2 separate regions of the Ovis aries genome follow, and region 1 is linked to region 2. Evidence: chromatin contacts called from public Hi-C data. All regions are on one chromosome and are shown on one strand. The core of a region is the stretch at or near the end of the contact, and the rest is flanking DNA. Distances in the headings are between cores, read along the strand shown.

The links. A called contact is a pair of places that touch in the nucleus more often than the background predicts.
Region 1: a contact with region 2 is called in a Hi-C map of liver, with 4 times the contacts expected there. The contact joins two enhancer-like sites. A contact is called at or near these places in 4 of 16 Hi-C or Micro-C datasets (liver, muscle, skin fibroblasts and 1 more).

The regions. Positions count from the first base shown.
Region 1 is chr26:37,914,049-37,917,558 of ARS-UI_Ramb_v3.0, reverse strand. The region is part of intron 3 of PSD3 (pleckstrin and Sec7 domain containing 3); the gene reads right to left. Among named protein-coding and RNA genes, the nearest start is that of PSD3, 220 kb to the right of the region's middle. Within about 2 kb of position 1,313, at least 5 of the 54 cell types and tissues checked have an H3K27ac peak or open chromatin away from gene starts, as enhancers often do. A contact at or near this core is called in liver, where this site is marked.
Region 2 is chr26:37,866,630-37,869,949 of ARS-UI_Ramb_v3.0, reverse strand. All of the region lies in intron 3 of PSD3 (pleckstrin and Sec7 domain containing 3), which reads right to left. Among named protein-coding and RNA genes, the nearest start is that of PSD3, 180 kb to the right of the region's middle. Within about 2 kb of position 1,774, at least 2 of the 54 cell types and tissues checked have an H3K27ac peak or open chromatin away from gene starts, as enhancers often do. A contact at or near this core is called in liver, where this site is marked.

The sequences.
Region 1 (3,510 bases), core at 64-2,563, 48 kb before region 2:
ATCTTGAATATGCAATAACAAAATTTATTAATTTATCAATTTCTCACTATTATACATAATATTGTAGTGATCAACTTTATACACATTTCTTTACATTCTTTTCTGATAATTATTTCAGGAAAATCTTCTAGAAGTAGAATTGGGGGTCAAAGGAGCTGTCTTCCAGGGAGCCTATACAAACAGTGTCGAGTCTGTGTGTCCAGTCATGTCTGAAATCCAAACCAGTTCTTGGCATATTTAGACACCGAGTCAATCAGATGAATGGAACTAAAGAGAGGAAGTTGAGAAAAATGACTTTTCTGGGAAATCGTTAGCATTTGAAGAAAGGCAGGCCACTGGGGAAGTGCAGAACATGTTTGGCTAGCCTGACTGCGGGACGAAAAGGGAGATTAAGGAGAATGAGGCAGATCAGAGATTCTCCCGCTGCGGCGGGCTTCCACACACGTGCGGGCCTTGCTGCAATCTAGTGCTGATGCCATGGTCCACGTAGGGGCTGAGAGTCGGCATTTCTAACACGCTCCCAGGTGATGCCGAAGCTGCTGGCCCACGGATTGTACTTCAGTAGGAAAGAAGCAGATGACACAGAGAGGAAGCTTAGCACTCAAGAGTTTCAAATGTCAAGCTGAGCAGTTTGGACTTTTGTATTCAATTATCTGATAGTCGGTTTTAAGTGGGGGGATATATTACAAGATTCTGAGCAAAAGAGATCTAATCAGCAGAGGATAATCAAGAGAGAAAAGTCCTGATGTCAGTTACCTACCAAGCCTTTCTTAGGAGATGGCCTGTTCTGTTCTGTCACTTTGATATTTTCTCAACTTTGGTTAACGTTCTATACGAACCTGAGGTGATTTTGGCCAAGTATCAGTGCTTCACATACATCCCTCTCTAGACTATTTTTTAATAATGGAAGACAATCAACAAATAAAAACAAAAGGACGAGGGTTTTGCTCTTCCCTGACCTCCCCACCCCTACCTTGTCTGGCCCACTCAGCAGAGGACATGCCTCTAAAGCTACTGATCACCGCTTTATCTCCGCTTCTGGTGGCAACCAAGGGGTCCTGTTTATAAAAATGGCACAGGAGTCACCAACAGCCAAGTCTCCCCCACCGTGTCCCCACTCCCAGACCACTCCAACTCCAGCTGCTTCAGTTGCAGCGAGAGAGGAGTGCCACTCAGTAAGAAACAATACGGAGCACGCATCGACCACCTCAACACGCCTAATCCTCCGAGCAAACAATGACTCAGGAAAGTAGGCTGACCGACTGCACACAAAGGAGAAATGACTCTAACCTAGGGAGACACAAAGGTAAGAAGAGCCTCAGCGGGGTCCAAATCCCTGAAAGCTCCTCCCACGCCAGCCCACCCATCTCTGCCCTCTGCACCCATCACGAGCATTGGGCCAGAAGCCAGCTCTTGCAGAATTTCTTTCCACTCCCTCACGACAGCCTGGGAACAGAAGGGGGTGGGGGCGGTGGGCTGTAAAGGAGAGACGGAATTGGGGAAGTAGGCTGAACTCAACATGGATCTCAACCACTGTGGGGGACATCCTCTCATCCTCACAGCAATACTTCAGAATACCCAGCAGTTTTCAAGGCTCCCACGAGGCTCTCGAGCAGGAAATCCCTGCCTGCCGAAGCTCATGAGATCACCCAGTTAATAATGAATGCACTGGCACGTGGGCACAGAATACAGCCAGCATGATTGAGAAACACAGCAACCTCTGCACTGGCAAAGAGTCTTAGGTCATGACCCGGGAGGGAAACTGCAGCTGTGCAGATGTGATTTACAAAAGGTTCTTCAGATATCAGAGTAATCATAAAATAAGGGAAATCATAAAACAACGGAAAGCTGTCCAATACAGACCAACTAACCTGAATAAAGACAAATTATGAACACACATCAGGAAATGCGCGTATACACTACGGATCACCGTTGATCACTAGCTGACAGTAAAATGCTCCTTCCGTGACGCCGCTAACATAACAGGGCTGTTACAGATGCAGGGTGCTAAGCCACTGTTATACTCTACGTATGTAACTAACACATTCAGTTAGATCCATATTAGAGTTCCAAGCCTAATTGAAAAGAATAATGAAGATGATTTAAGAAGCTGAAAATGAGACTTCTGGAGGGAGTAAAAGGACTTAGCAAATGCAAAAAAAATTCTGAGCGGTAATCGTACTCCTAAAGACTAAAAGTTAGAGAGAATACAGTACATATTAGCAGACATTTTACAGCTCCACTCAAAAATGGAAAAATTCAGCAAAAAAGGAACTTCAGCTAAACATGAAAGAGAACTCTCTAAGGGTAAGCATTGTTAATGAAGCAGTGACAGAAACAGAACTATCCTTTTTAATTAGTCAGCTTCTTTACATGGTGGTCAATACCATGGAACACCAACATAAGACAGAGAAGGTTACAATTTAAACTCTCTAAAGACAAAAACACAAAACAGAAGAGTCCTAAAAATTATATATATATGGACGGTATCTGTAGATATAAACCTTTATATCTACAGAGGTCTTTAAAATTGCCAGAAAGGCATTTTATTTGTCCTGGGTCAAACAGCATGATAAATCAGGTATCTGCCCCACAAAACTGTTTCTAAGTCCTAGTCAGTGGGGTACGGCCCCTCCACTCCCCTGAGCTCACGCCTTCAGGGCACTGGCGTGGCCCGCTTCCCTGAGGAACCATGTAAAACTGACAACACTGAGTTTCATTTCACAAACATTTTATATCAGCTTCGAAATGAAGATAGGTCACTTGCGATTCTTAAAACACCACCATACCTATCCGGAATTCCCTTTTAAAAACCCTCCAAGATTAAAAAAAACCTAGAAACCTTGGCTTTGCTTTCAAACTGGGAATCTATACAAGACATACAATAAAAGGGATGGAGGGGGTGGGAATGGGGATGAGGAATAGTGTTTTCATGGGAAAAAGTGGCAAGTCATATTGCTTAATGGATCCCTGAAGAGATGTCTTTTTTTTTTTTTTTAAACTGGGTGATACAGTTATTCCGGTCTGACTATCAAGTTGGTACTTGAACCATTCCACAGCATCCTAAAGTTCAGACACCTCTAAATGCTGAAGAACTTACTAGCCTAGACATCTTTTATTGGTTAAAAAGATTTAATAAAAAAATTTATTTATGACTGCAAGCTATGAGCCAGGCTAATAACTTTAAATGTCTTATCATCTTAACCCTCACAAACCCTTGCGTTCTATTGTCACTCCTGTCTCAAAGACAAGAAGACATGAAAGGGTTAAAGGCCACTGCAGGCAACCAGTGGAGCCAAGATCTGCATGACCTTTGAAAGAGCTATGCTTAGACACTGTATGTTTTCCCATACATTACAAACCACAGAGAGTTTGACCCCCAAAATTCTACATCTGAAACAAAAAAGTTCCTTCAAAGCTTTTCTTAGGAACATAACACATTCTCATGGGTCCCTAGTTTATGAACCTTAGTCGTGTTTTCTTATTATTTTACACATACCTGACCAGCAG
Region 2 (3,320 bases), core at 525-3,024:
AAAAAAACCAAAACATTAAAAAGAAGAAGAAGAAGCAAAGAAATGAAGCTGAAAAGCATAAACATCTGTCCAAAGGGAACTTTGATATTCAAGTGAGAAGTTTCAGACCCAAGGACACATCTTGCTTCTTCAAACACTCACTACTTGTGCCTTTTAGAGGCACGAAGGTCCGGTCAGAGACCATGCTCTGGAAGATCACACAACCTGCTGCCATTTCCCAATATAATTTTGCTAGAAAATAATATAATCACAAAGGCAGCAATCATCCAATTACACTGTCTGTGCCGCTGACTGCTACGCCCAGATTTCCCCTTCCGTCAGAGTCCTATGACTCAATTATGCTACTGTGCTTACCAAACAACTTCTTGGAAAGTAAGAGTTGTTGAAAAATGAAATTCAAAACAGCCTGTAAGTTATCATACGCAGAGAAAAGCAGTTCCACTGGTCCTTAACCAGTAGTCACGTGAAGGCCAAGCAAAAGAAACTACAGCTCCGTCTATTTAAACGTTTCCACTTTCATTGTCCACAGACTGAAGAGCCATAGGAAGAACCAACCTGCTTCATTTCTGTAAGTCGCTTTTTCTCAGCAGAGGTCTGGGAACAGAAGGCAAGAGAATCGGGGAGCAACTGCCACGTGACCTTCTTATGACTGCCCTCGGCTCAGCCCCCCACCCTCCTCCTATTGTTTCAGACCCCTCTCTCAACAACCTAAATCCCAGCTTCCTAGAAGAAAAAAAAAAAAAAAAAAAACAAGGAAAAGCATACTGATATTCAAACGTATAGAAAAGTCTAGGTCACTTCCATCGTGTGACGTAACTGTAAGTCAAAATGAGTGAGCTTTACATTCAATTTTAAATGGTGAATCTGCTGTATTTGAATTCCAATTAAGTACTTATAAATATATGGAATTCCTTACACAGTCCCTTTAGTATCCTTTTAGACACTGTATTTTTGAAGGAAAAATATACAATTTCCATCTCTTGAGCCAAACAACAATCCTGCTTCCAGTATTTTAGCCAACAGACATCTAAAATAATGCTTGCTGACAAATCAGTCATCCAGTTTCAGATTCCAAGACCCAGAGAATCTGAATACAAGAGCCAAAGTCCCGCAGCGCACAGTGCTAACTTTGAGGACATAGAAGCAGAGTGGTGGTGAAGATCACTCGACTGCCAAGTTTAAATCTCAGTTCTGCCGCTTACTGAGCTGTGTTACTTAACTTCTCCAGACTTCAGACACTACTGACCACATGGGGCTGTCATGGGGACTCAAGGTAACCTGTGTTAAAACAGTGACTAGATCTCAATAAACATTAGCTGTGACTGTAACAATGTATCATGCTTGAAAATATCACATAAAATTAGCATTTTCCCAAAAGTCAGGCCATCATTTGAAACTTAAAGGAAAATGCTGCCTCTCAGACAACCTACCTGAAACTACTATGTAAGAAAAAAGCTTTCAGCTCAGGTCAAAGTGTTCATTCTCCCACTTACCCTAACCTCAAAGATAAACTTCCCATAATGTCCATCAACATGTACAAACTATTCTGACTTATCTACTGGTCTGTGACCAGAGAAAAGCAAGTTTCAAACTATTAATAACAGATGGCTGTTCCCAGTTAAACAAGCCAGGAGAAATGAGTGGTTAGCCACGGCCAGGGCCTGGTGTTCCCACAGAGGCAGGGGAGAGAAGCTGGTGACTCCCTTCCTTATATCACAGGTGTCCCCAAGAGGGAAGGCACCCCGCCACCTCTGTGTCCTGGAGTGTCAACAAAATCCTGTCCACTGGCACCAACAGGGCCCCAGTTAGTTGACCTTCTGGGCACAGTGGAAAACAAGGATTGCAGGGACACGCGCTGTTTTATACAAATAAGATAGCAGAAGCAAAGATTCATTATTAGCGTTGGGAGTTAACACCTTATTTTCGAATGAGGCATGGGAATCCAGTAAACGAGCTTAAGAATAACTTCACTACATGATGGAAGTCTCTTTCCTCTCCCGTCTCCCCACTACCCCTTTCTGCAAAGTGTGACAGCAGTTCACATTACCACTGCAACCACTACAAGCAACACTATTTAAACTGGAGTCTGTGAAAAACGTCTTTGGAAGATGGACATGTAACTCAGAAACACGGAAAGGTACAAAGGGACACACACTCACAAAAAACAATAATAATAATGCTACTGCTAAAATTCTTTCCAGCAAATCTCTGAAACTGCAAAGAATACCACAAGCTGTCCAGGCAGGGACGCCAAGAACAAACGCTTTGGGCCATTTCATCTGGACCGTGCACCACGCGACACTGAGGTTCGGCTGATTTAACTGTGAAAGAGCTCCAGAAGAGCTGAGTGGCAGTACTCAACGTGGAAACACCTCCACTTACGTCAAGGGGAAGCCAGGGACCTCTCTGCCTGACCCAACTACGCGGTGCATGTCTGCTAAGTAGCGGCAGTCGTGTCCAACTCTTTGCGATGCTACGGACTGGAGCCCGCCAGACTGCTCTGTCCGTGGGATTCCCCAGGCAAGAATACTGGAGTGGGTTTCCACGACTGCACAGGGGGGTCCTAAATGCTGAGAACCACAGAAGCAGCAGTGACGGGACATGAGACTGGACCCCAAGGTCTATGAGCCTGAATCACATGTTCAGGTGAGGGGGCTTTGGTCACCTCCTGATCACTAGATTATTTCTCAGACTGTCTAAACTTCAGTCATGTCTGAATTCATGTCTAAAAAATCGAGAAGGATTACCATCCATTACTCATCTCCTGCTGCTGCTGCTGCTAAGTCGCTTTAGTCGTGTCCAACTCTGTGAGACCCCACAGACGGCAGCCCACTGGGCTCCGCCATCCCTGGGATTATCCAGGCAAGAACACTGGAGTGGGTTGCCATTTCCTTCTCCAATGCATGAAAGTGAAAAGTGAAAGTGAAGTCGCTCAGTCGTGTCCGACTCTTAGCGACCCCATCCATGGACTGCAGCCTACCAGGCTCCTCCATCCATGCGACTTTCCAGGCAAGAGTACTGGAGTTGCCTTCTCCAGCTCATCTGCTAACCGAACCCAAACCCAAAGAAATAATCTTTTCAGAATTGCCAAATGACAACATCACCTCAGATAAACCTCAAACAAACGAGCCTGGAGGCCAAAGTACATACATATTTTAACATTCACATGGTTTTTGCCTCGGCACTTCTTAACCAAGACTGGGATTAATCCATTACCACTGGAGTCTTAGTTTATGAATGATGTCAGATGACTCCAGAATGTCCAAAGGGGGTGGGGGGGGGGGGGGCAGGGAAAGAAACTCTAAAAGGAATAATGCTTT